Linked DNA regions of Sus scrofa: region 1 is linked to region 2. Evidence: chromatin contacts called from public HiChIP or PLAC-seq data. All regions are on one chromosome and are shown on one strand. Each heading gives the region's core, a stretch centred on a gene start, on an enhancer-like site or on the middle of the called end of the contact. The rest is flanking DNA. Distances are from core to core; before and after follow the strand shown.

What was found. HiChIP or PLAC-seq counts read pairs in DNA pulled down with a chosen protein or histone mark.
Region 1: an H3K27ac HiChIP or PLAC-seq map of skeletal muscle shows a contact between it and region 2. The contact joins the promoter of VOPP1 here to the enhancer-like site in region 2. A contact is called at or near these places in 7 of 47 Hi-C or Micro-C datasets (alveolar macrophages, brain, embryonic fibroblasts and 3 more) and 2 of 2 datasets of contacts at active chromatin or transcription factors (alveolar macrophages and skeletal muscle).

What each region holds. Positions count from the first base shown.
Region 1 is chr18:48,690,312-48,695,981 of Sscrofa11.1, forward strand. It overlaps VOPP1 (vesicular, overexpressed in cancer, prosurvival protein 1), which reads right to left and starts at 3,547. Exons shown (of 5, transcript XM_021079345.1): 1 at 3,274-3,547. The coding sequence starts at 3,327. It also overlaps a transcript of PGAM2 not described here.
Region 2 is chr18:48,593,404-48,598,639 of Sscrofa11.1, forward strand. No RefSeq gene overlaps it. Among named protein-coding and RNA genes, the nearest start is that of LANCL2, 45 kb to the left of the region's middle. Within about 2 kb of position 2,213, at least 49 of the 83 cell types and tissues checked have an H3K27ac peak or open chromatin away from gene starts, as enhancers often do. A contact at or near this core is called in alveolar macrophages, brain, omental adipose tissue and 1 more, where this site is marked.

The DNA of each region.
Region 1 (5,670 bases), core at 2,297-4,796, 98 kb after region 2:
CGTATCTCATGTATAAAATTCCACGTGATAAATCAGAAAGAAATCGTAATTCCTCAGAGACCCCTCTCCACCACAGACAAAAATGGGTGCTTGGCCATAGCCAAGACATGGAAACCGCCTAACTGTCCATTGACCGATGAATAGATTAAAAAGACATGGTCTGTAAACACATGGAGCACTCCTCAGCCGTAAGGGGGGACAGGACAGTGCCATTTGCAGCAACATGGATGGGACTAGAGACTCTAGTGCTGGGTCAGGTGGGTCAGAGGGAGAAGGACAGACACTCTATGATGTCACTTGCATCTGGGGTCTGGTGTACGGCACAAATGAACCTTTCCACAGAAAAGAAACACGTGGACTTGGAGACCAGAGGAGGTGGTTGTCGGAGGCGGAGGGGGGGGTGGAAGGGGTGGACCAGGAACCCGGGGTTTATAGATGCAAACTGTTGCCTTTGGATCGGATGGGCAGTCAGGTCCTGCTGTGTAGCCCTGGGAACTGTGTCTAGTCCCTTGTGGAGCACGGTGGAGGGTAGTGTGAGAGGAAGGACGTGTGTGTGTGTACGTCTGGCTGGGTCACTCTGCTCTACAGCAGAGCGCTGACAGCCCGGTTAACCAACTACAATGAAAAATAAAAATCACTTCTAAAAACACGGGTGCCTGGGACAATTACGGAAAAAAAGGGCTATCATCCCATGAAAACAAAAATTATCCATCATCTAGATATGTGACTTTGTGAAAGCACCAATTTCGTCATTTGAATTCATGTTGTCACAGTTCTGCTTAAGATCGCCTCAACCTTTCCGGCGTGATCTGAACTCTGTATGAAGATGATAAATTCCTGTGGACGAAGAATGTCACCTGCCATAGCAGTAAACAAAGGATGTTGTACCCACGTAGCCATCAGCCACTGCGCCCTGAGGGGAGTCAGGATGGAGAAAAGCTGGTTGCCCTAAGCAGTCAAGGTGCACGTCAAGGAGTGACTTCAATGAGCCCAAACACTTCCATCTTCCCATAAAAGCACTAAATTCATTCACTTGAGATGTCTGGTTTTCTTTAATTAACCATAATCTTTTGACTTTCCAACTACCTGGTTTTGTGAGGTTTTGGTCTTTGGTTTGGTGGGGGATGGTTTGTGTGTGTGTGTTTTCTGGGTTTTTTTTTTTTGGTTGTTTTTTGCAAAAACTCCCATATATCCTGACTCCTCCCTGACCTCTTTGGAACAGTCGCTCAGAGCGACCTGGGAGCCTGTCTCCAGGGCTTATGTCCTGAGTATCTCTGAGGAATGAAACATAATCCTTAACTTTTAGGTTGTGTGTTGTGTCTCAGTCGACATTCCTATGCAACACAGCATCTACTTTGGAAAGAACTGGGTCCCTGAGGCAGTCTTGGCTACATACGGGGCACAGCACCACACACACTAAGGACCTTGGGGAGGAGTTCCCACGGTGGCACAGTGGGTTAAGAATTCAACTGCAGCAGCTGGGGTCGCTGCAGGGGCATGGTTTCAATCCCTGGCCTGGCGCAGTGGGTTAAAGAATCACGTGTTGCCGCAGGTGCCTCGAAGGTTCACTGCTGCAGCTTGGATTCAATCCCTGGCCTGGGGCACTTCCACGTGCCACGGATGCAGCCATAAAATGTAAAAAATTAAAAATAAACTAATAAAAAATGACCTTAGGGAGGTTACAACCAATGAAACGCTAGATGATTTCAGCAAGGGCGGATTTAAAAGTTGGGGAGACTGTATGCCTAGGTACAGACGCATCTGTTTCTTTGTGAATAGTGGTCTCAGTTTCACTTCTCTGTTACTGCGTCAGTGACGACCTGGGAGATGTGATTCCTAAGGTCATAGAATCCCGAATAAATTAAAAGAAGGCAAGTGGAGGGCAGTCCACAAAAACACGAACCGCTCAGCCAGGGAGATAGAAGAACAAAACCAGGAAGTCTTTGCTATGGCCAAGCCAGGCTCGAGAAACCTTTCCATCAGCCCTCCTTCCAGGAGAGTTAAGACTGACTCTCTGAATTTCGTTCTTAATGACTTAATTTAATTCTTTATAAATGAAGGAAACTGGAGTTTCCATTGTGGCTCAGCGGTAACAAGCCCAACTAGCATCCATGAGAACGCAGCTTCAATCCCCGGCCCCCATCAGTGGGCTAAGGATCCGGAGTAGCCAGGGAGCTGTGCTGTAGGTCACAGATGTGGCTCAGATCCCATGTTGCTGTGGCTGTGGTGCAGGTCGCAGACACAGCTGGGACCCCAAGTTACTGTGGCCGTGGCACAGCCCTCAGGTGCAGCTCCGCTTGGCCCCCTAGCCTGGAAATTTCCATATGCCGCAGGTGCGACCCTAAAAAGATAATAAATAAATAATAAAGGAGGGAAACCAAGGAGTCATTTCCAGGACAACACCCAACTATTAAAGAAAAGAGTTTTACTACCCAAAATAGAAAAGACACAAACGTAAGACTCTCATCACTCATTCACTTTGACTTCACTAATTTAACAAAAGTCCCTTCAAAACAATAAAGCTGAGTAAGGAGTGGAATAAGCCTAGTCCAGGCCACACCCCAGAACCCCACCAGCTCACATTTTAAAGAACCCGCTTTAGCGAGAAGGGGGTGGTCCCCAACCAGGATGCAACTTTCCAGCCAGGGGCGGCCGAGGTCCCCACGAGGCTGCGGCCGGCAGCGCTTCCTCCGTGGTGGCTTCAACAAGTCCTCTGTCTCGGCTCCAAAAGGCCACACCCACCACCCCAGCTCTCCGGGGTCCTTCCCTCGCGTCTGAGCACTTCGCGCATCGTTTTCACCAGCGGGGACCTTTCCTCCCGCTCAGCCCCGCCATCTCCCTCGCGGCCCCATGACGCTGCCGACAACCACGTCTCCGCTCGCTCGCACCTCGACCCGGAGGCGCCCCCGCCCCAGCCCCAAACCGCTGGGCGCCCCAACTCTGCGCCTGCGCCACTCCTGGGACCCTCACCCCACCCCGAGCCGGGGCCCTCGGGCAGGGGAAGGGGCGCACGGCCCGCAAAGGGGGCTCCCGTGTCCTCCCGACGCGCAAGAATCCGTAACGCGGTCGGGGGGATGGAGGGGCGTGAGAAGAGAGGGGAGGACGGGGGCGACCCCGCCACCAGGGCTCCGATCGACGCCTTCCGCACCGGGATCCGGGCGGGTGGGTGAGGCGCTGCCCCTCGGCCCTCAGCCCTCGGGGCTCGGGCAGACGGTCTCCCGGGCGCCTCGGTGCCGCTCCCGCTCAGCCCCGCCCGGCCCGGCCCGGCCCTACCTCTACGAGCAGCCCAAGCAGCAGCGCCGCCACCCTCCCGGGCAGGCGGCCCATGGCTGCGCGTCCTCCGGGTCGCAGGCGCCGGTCCGCGGCGAGGCTCTGGAGCGGCGGCCAGCAGGCGGGCGGACGGGCGGGATCAGGCCCCCGGGGCGCAGGGGCGCGCGGGCACACGCGGAGCCGGGAAGCTCCGCGCAAGCCCTCGCCCCGCTCCGCCCCCGGCACGCGCGCCCCCAGCTGGCGCGCGCCCGGCTCGCGCGCCCCCGGCTACATCCACGGGGTGCCGGCGTCGGCCCGGTCGGAGTGCACGCGCCGGAGCCCGCAGAGAGTCTCCCGGCGGCGGCTAGCGGGAGAGTAGCCGCCAGACGGCTCTGCCCTCGGAGGAGACGGTCCGGTCACTCCTGCACAGGCCAGTAAGGTTTTTAAAGGAAGCCAAGTCTGCGCGCGGTGAGGCGTGTTCTGGAGGGAGGCGGCTGTACGGGGACCCTTTGCTCTGTCTTGGGCGGGGTGCCTCCAGGGTCTTCAGGGTCCCTCCAGTCCCCGCGCAGCTTGGGGCCGTGCGCCCTCCCCACGTGTGACAGCAAGGACGGCCAAAGGATGAGAAGGCAGACCGGCCCCGGCGCCTCCCCTCTCACTCCGGTGTGGTGCTTTCATGCCTGCATCCTCCAGCTCTGGCAGTGCCCCACTGCCCCACGATTGGCTGGGCAGTTGAAGCCCACCCCTCCACTGGTGAGTTCGCCATGCCCTTCACCTCTGCTGAGCTGCCCATCCACCCCCGCTACCTCGCACTCCCCATATTTTTTTCACAACATGGCTCAGATCCCACTTCATTTGTGCAGTTATTCACCAAGAATTTATTGAACTTGTTGCACCAGATCCTGAGCTGGAGGGCCAGTACGTAGCGGGGGTGAGAAAACGCCGCCTGGTGTCTAAAGAGAGAGGGAATCACCTACACCAGTAGGTGCCAAGTGCCCAGTGCTGAGACCAGGGGTAGAGGATAATAACGGAGCATAAAGGACATGACCCTACCCTTGAACTGGAGGTGAAGGGAGGGGGTCAGGGAAGTAGATGTCACCCAAGGCAAGTCCCAAATGAAGCCACCATCTTCCCCCGAAACCCCACAACCCATCTCAGACTTTGAAGCTCGGGTTTTTTATTTCTCAGTGCAGAAGGAATTCAGTGAGAGGCAACGTGCTAGGTAAGATGTAGATTTATTGAGAGACACTCATTCTGTGGGCAGAATGCCATCTGTCTCAAAAGGTGAAAGTGGCCTGAAATACGGGCTGGTTAGTGTTTACGGGCTGAGTAATTTCAAAGACTAACCAGTGAGAGGATTATTCCAGCTCCACCTGTTTTGGGGAAGGGGAGGGGATTTCCAGGAGCTGGGCCACTGCCCACTTTTTGGCCTTTTATGGTCAGCCTCAGAACTGCCACAGCGCCTGTGAGTATGTCATTTAGAAGCTAATGAATTACACTGAGCATATAATGAGGCGGAAGTTGACGCTTCTGCCATTTTGGGCTTTATCAGTTCTAACGCAAGTTTTTTTTATCGTATCCAGTTTTTCTCAATGGATGTGTCCTTCTTTGAGGGTTGTGCCCTGCCCCCATTCCTCATGTCTCACAAACACTTTTCAGACTTCAACACATGAACTCATCTGATGGCTATAAAACCTGTACCACCAGACCCCACCCGTTGGAACCAGAACTTGCAAGTAAAGCAAAAAAGATGTCCTTGGCCTGCGTTGTCATAGTTACGCACCTTCAGACGAGACCACCAAGGGTCTTTGGATTCTAGTAACTTTGAGTTGCTATTTAATTTTTTTTTTTTTTTTTTTTTTTTGTCTTTTTGCCTTTTCTAGGGCCGCTCCTGCAGCATATGGAGGTTCCCAGGCTAAGGGTCTAATGGGAGCTGTAGCCACCGGCCTACACCACAGCCACAGCAACTCGAGATCCGAGGCATGTCTGCGATCCTTAAACCACTGAGCGAGGCCAGGGATCGAACGCACAACCTCATGGTTCCTAGTCGGATTTGTTAACCACTACGCCACGACGGGAACTCCTGACTTGCTATTTAAAATAAGGGCTTTTTTTTTCTTTTTATGGTCTCAAGTGCAGCATATGGACGTTCCCAGGCTAGGGGTCAAATCAGAGCTGCAGCTGCCAGCCTACACCAGAGCCACGGCAACGCCAGATCCAAGTCACATCCGTGACCTACACGACAGCTCACGGCAACGCCAGATCCTTAACCCACTGAGAAAGGCCAGGGATGGAACCCACATCCTCATGGATACTAGTCAGGTTCATAACCCACTGAGTCATAACGGGAACTCCCCAAATAAGGGCATTTTGTTACTCTTTTTTGGGCAGTTTGTTGAGATTGGGTTTTGTTTGTTTGTTTTT
Region 2 (5,236 bases), core at 963-3,462:
CAAATGCAATAATTTGCATCTACTGCCCCAAACTTCCAGTCCATCCCACTCCCTCCCTGACCCTTTTTTTTTTATTTTTAGGGCCACACCTGCGGCATATGGAAGTTCCCAGCCTAGGGATCGAAATGGAACTGCACCTGAGACCTTCGCCACAGCCACAGCAACACCAGATCTGAGCTGCATCTGCAACCTGTGCCGCAGCTTGCAGCAATGCCGGATCCTTAATCCACTGAGTGAGGCCAGGGTTTGAACCTACATCCTCACGGCCACTGTTGGTTAACCTGCTGACCAACAATGGGAACTCATCTCTTATTTCTTGTTGCAATATCTGATCTCCTTAAAGATGTTCATTTATTCAGCAAATAGTCATTAGGTGCTTATTCAATGCCACACCTTATTCTAGGCACTTGGAATCCATCAATGAACAAGACAGCCATAAAGTCTTACCTTGTAGAATTTGCAGAATAACAGGGAGCAACAAACAATAAGCATAAATAAGCAGATTTTCTCATATGAATAATGTGGAAAAAAATTTTTAAATAAGAGGGACTGACAGTGCTGGAGGGAACACAAATTACTGCGGTTTATTTGGGAGGCGCCACACTTCAACATGAAAGTTCTCAGGCCAGAGATCAAGCCGGCGCCACAACAGTGACAGGAGACCGGAGGGGCCACAAGAGATCCCCACAAATTCCTGTTTTAAATAGGGTGGTCAGAGTAAGACCGGAGACAGGGACACTTGAGCCAAGACTTGAAGTAATTTAAAGGGTTGAAGTAATTTAAAGGAGTGGCCCAGATGCATATCTGTGGAAAGGGCACAGGACAGAGGGCGTGCCCAGGCAGAGGCGCTTGGGTGTCCAAGAGCAGAGTGAGCCAGTAGAGGGGCCTGGGAGACTGTTCTGCGCCCTTTGGCCGTGGCTCTGGGCGAAGTAGAGCCATGGGAGAGCGTAGGCGAAGAACACCATCTGATGATGCATTATCATCCTGCAGGAACAGCGGGTGGACGCAGGATAGCGGAAGGCTGGTCCCGGTGTGAGTGCAAGTGGGCGTGGCAAGAGTGCCCAGAGTCCAGACGTGCCCTGGAGCCAGTAGGCTTTCCTGGCAGGGGCAGAGCGCCAGGACAGGCTGAGACGTGGAAGAGGCCCATCAGCGGAGCGGGGTCCACTTGGGCACGAGGAGTCTGAGGTCCCAGGGACGGCTGGAGTTTGGAGAGGAGTGTCCTCTCTGGAGTCATTTGCATGTTGATTCTTTGCAGCAGAGTGAGGTGGGAGAGCTCACTCAGGGAGTGAGGGCAACAGGAACCAGCGAGGAAGGGGCCAAGGCAGAGCCTTCAGGGCCGTGAACTTGGGAGGAGTGTGCTCAGACAAGGAGCGTGAGAAGCAGCAGTGGGGTCTGTGCTCCTGGGGGCCAGTGAGGGACGCGCATGTGTGCAGAGGGCGTGACCCGCTGTTTCGGGCGACCCTGAAACCTAAGAGAGGCTAAGAATTGCCCGCGGGTTCAGCTGCCTGGAAGTCCTTGGCGAATGGATGAGCAGCACAGACCCCACTTTGCAGGAGTTTTGGTGCAAACGAGGCGGAAGAAATGGGGCCATAGTTGGTGCGAGGAAAGAAAAAGCTCCCCCCCCCCCCGAGAAAAATAGCAGTGTGTTTGTAAATCAGTGCATGTGATCCAATGGGAGCGTTCTAGAAAAGTGATGCAGGACAGAAAGGGGGGCAGGCTGCAGGGATGGCTTCAGGTAGGCAGAGGGCACGGGGCTGGCACGCAGGCGGAGGGTGGGTGCTGGTGGAGGGAGCCGCCCACGTCCCCGACCTCTTCGCGCTCCTCCGTGAAGTGGGAAGTGAGGCAGCGTCTGCTGAGTGGAAGTGGAGGCGGAGGCGGCCTGTGATTTGAGGGAAGAGGAAGTGCGACTGTGTCCCCGGGACGCGGGGGAGGGGAGGAGGGGCTCGGACCGGGCTCGGCAAACCAGTGGAGAGTTTGATAGGACGCGGACTGCTAGGCTAGTGTCTGATTAGCAGGGCTGGGGTGGGGTCTGGGGATTCATTTTCTGATGCGTGCCAGGCTGGACCTGGCCGCCCTGGGCCCCCCACCCTGGAGGAAAGCTCCTGTCTTCCTCCCCCTGGATCCTCTGCTCCCAGACGGCCAGTCTAGACCTGCAGAGACCACTCAGGGGGAGGGCCGTCTTCCGGCCATGCTTGGCTTCCCTTTCGGTTTATCTGAACTGCTTTTCCCGTTGCTTGGCTTTCGTTTTTATCTTTGCTACTAGAGGGTCCGCTAGTTACGTGCTGTAGAAGCCGATTGGACGTTCTGGTCCGTGTGGTGAGAGCGGGCTGGACCTTCCAGCGGGGGAGGGGCTGAGATCAGTGCCTGCAGGTGGCAGGAGGGACCCTGTGCGGAAGAAAGCTGGGCAGCCGCCTTCCCTGGACGGCCCTGCAACCTTCCACTGAGTCTCGTGTCCTCTGGGCCAGAGCCCAGAGCACTTTCCAGGAAAGAAGCTCCAGTTTGGTGCTGGGAAGGGGAGGAGGCTGTGATGCCACCGGGCAGATGGGGAGGCGTCTCCTGTCTGAGGGATGTGGGTGCTGCCATCCCACAGCCGTGGACGGGCTCTAGGTCCCTGCAGGCTGAGGACCCCCCTGCCGAGCCACCATCCCCCATTCTTCTGCTCTGGGCTTCCTCAGCCTGTGGCTGCTTCCTCCCCTTGGCTTCCTGCTCTCTGGGCATCACTGTGGCAGGAGGGGCCCACGTGCTCCGCCTGCAACTCCTCTTGCTCCGGCCCTCCAGCCGGGTTTGAAGGGCCAGGCACTGCCCGATGTTTTTGCTCCCACAAAGGACGCATAATTGTCCTGGACTCTTCTTCTTTTTTATTTGTTTATTTATTTATTTTGGTCTTTTTAGGGCCACACCCATGTCATATGGAGGGTCCCAGGCTAGGGGTTGAATCGGAGCTGTAGCTGCTGGCCTCCACCACAGCCACAGCAATGCCAGATCCCAGCCATATCTGTGACCTACACCGCAGCTCACGGCCATGCCAGATCCTTAACCCACTGAGCGAGGCCAAGGATCAAACCCCCGTCCTCATGGATACCAGCGGGGTTCGTTATCACTGAGCCACAGTGGGCGCTCCCGGGGAACTCCTCTTGAGCTGTAGTCAGCTCCCTCTGCTATTGTAATCATTGCGTCCTGAGCACAACTGGAACATCCCGTTACTGGCGGGTCCGCTGCGCTGTCACACATCGAAACAAGGCCTGGTGGGGGGTGGCTGCTGTTCCCAGAACAGAAACACTCTAAGGCTTTCTCACATGGAATTATCTCACTAATAGTTCTGCTTTCGTCCCTGTGGAAAGCCGTTTATTTTAGTCAAGTAGAAAAATGCATAAATGAAAAGTGTTGAGTTTGTAAAGCACCCCATTTGCCCAGAAATTTCACCATCACAGGTAGTTGCCATCTCCCGAAGATCAGACCTCGAAGATCAGCAAGGGAAGTGCGAGGTGGCTGGAGGAAGAGGGGACAGGGACAGGGACATGTGCCCGCATCCGAATCCAGGGGGACACGGGGGACTGCAACGAGAGGGCTCCCTGAAGCCAGCCTCTGGGTCCCGATCTGGGCTCTGTCACTGTCACTCCCCGTAGGGCTGTGGGGAGGATTAAATAGCTGGAGGGATCCCAGTAACACACCCAGCACAGTGCGAACATTCATTCAGTAACTGTCACTTCTGCTATGAAACTAGGGCTTCAGTAACTGAAATCGGATCACTTTCTGGGGGAAGAAGTCTGCGATAATGGAACCGGTTGCTTCGGTGCTGGCCCCACCTAAGAGGGCAGTGGGCAACCCCAGCTGCCAGGGCCGGGGTGGGGGTGGTTCTCACCAGGTCTTTCCATCCCAGCGGCACTTCCCTCTTTGTTCTGGGAACCCCAGGTCCTTCCTTCCGGGAGGCACTTGCCCCTCCCACTTCAGCACGCACACGCCCAGTGTATTTTATTAATGTTTTATTCGTAACTTTAAGTGGAATATAATCTAAAAAATACTGAATCACTGTTGTACACTCTAATATAAATCAACCATAAAATAAATATAAATAAAAATAAAATTTGGAATTCCCGTTGTGGCTCAGTGGGTTAAGAACTCTACATAGTGTCCGAGAGGATGGCGGGTTCGACCCCTGGCCTTGCTCAGTGGGTTAAGCCGCCGTTGCAGGTTGCAGCATAGGTTGCAGAGGCAGCTCAGATCCGGTGTGGTTGAGGCTGTGCCATAGGCCGGCAGCTGCAGCTCGGATTCGACCTCTAGCCTGGGAACTCCCATACGCCGCAGGCACGGCCTAAAAAGAAAAAAAATTAGCACTTTTTTGAGTCATCAGTGATTCCCAATAACCTACTGGAGGACTATAGCGACAGCGATTCGATTCTTCACCCGTTTATTCTAGGCCCTCATACACCTGAGTGCACCCCGCTTCCAGCGCAGGACGGGAATGCGGCCCGCGTGCCCAGCTGGCAGGGCGGCAGTGCTGATAAGCGTCGTCCGGCGGCAGCCCTGGGTGGCCTTGCAGAGGATGCTCGGCCACACCTTCCCACGAGGCGACTCAGAAGAGCTGCCAAGGTCAGAGCTACTGAGCTGTGGGGCCGAGATTCACCCAGACCCAGATTTATGGGAGCAGCATCAGATGATTCAAGGTCAAGGATAAAAATGGAGCTAATTTCCATTCGCCCTGAGAGGTGAGGGTAGTGGAGGAGGATAAGCCATTAGAGCAGGCGGCAGAGTGACAGCACATCATTTAAAGCTTAGTGGACAGAGACAGCAGAGCAGCAGCCAGCGGACGTGCTCCCGATCTGAGCATTCATCACACACATGACCTTTGTGATTCTCGCTTTATACCCTGTGCTCCCACAAGCATGATTCCCAGGGTTTCAGCCTATGAGACATTTGAAGGAATAAAAGAATAGAAATGTTACTGCTGTGCCGCCTAATGAGTCTCAGCAAGGACAGTCAGCCAGCTGCTCTCTGCAGACAGATTCCCTCCCCCAGACAGGGATACAGAGCGCCGCCTCCAACAAAGACCCTTCAGAGTCAAACTAAAAACCCGGAGTCTGACACGCTTCTCTACCCACCCGTTTACAAGGAATCCAAACCTCACAGAGATATTTGAATCACTTTGATGATGGAGAGTCCACCAGTAAATTCCAGACTGAGGGTGAATCTGCAAAACCAATGACGTGGCTTCTTTTACAAAAAGCAAAGGGATGAA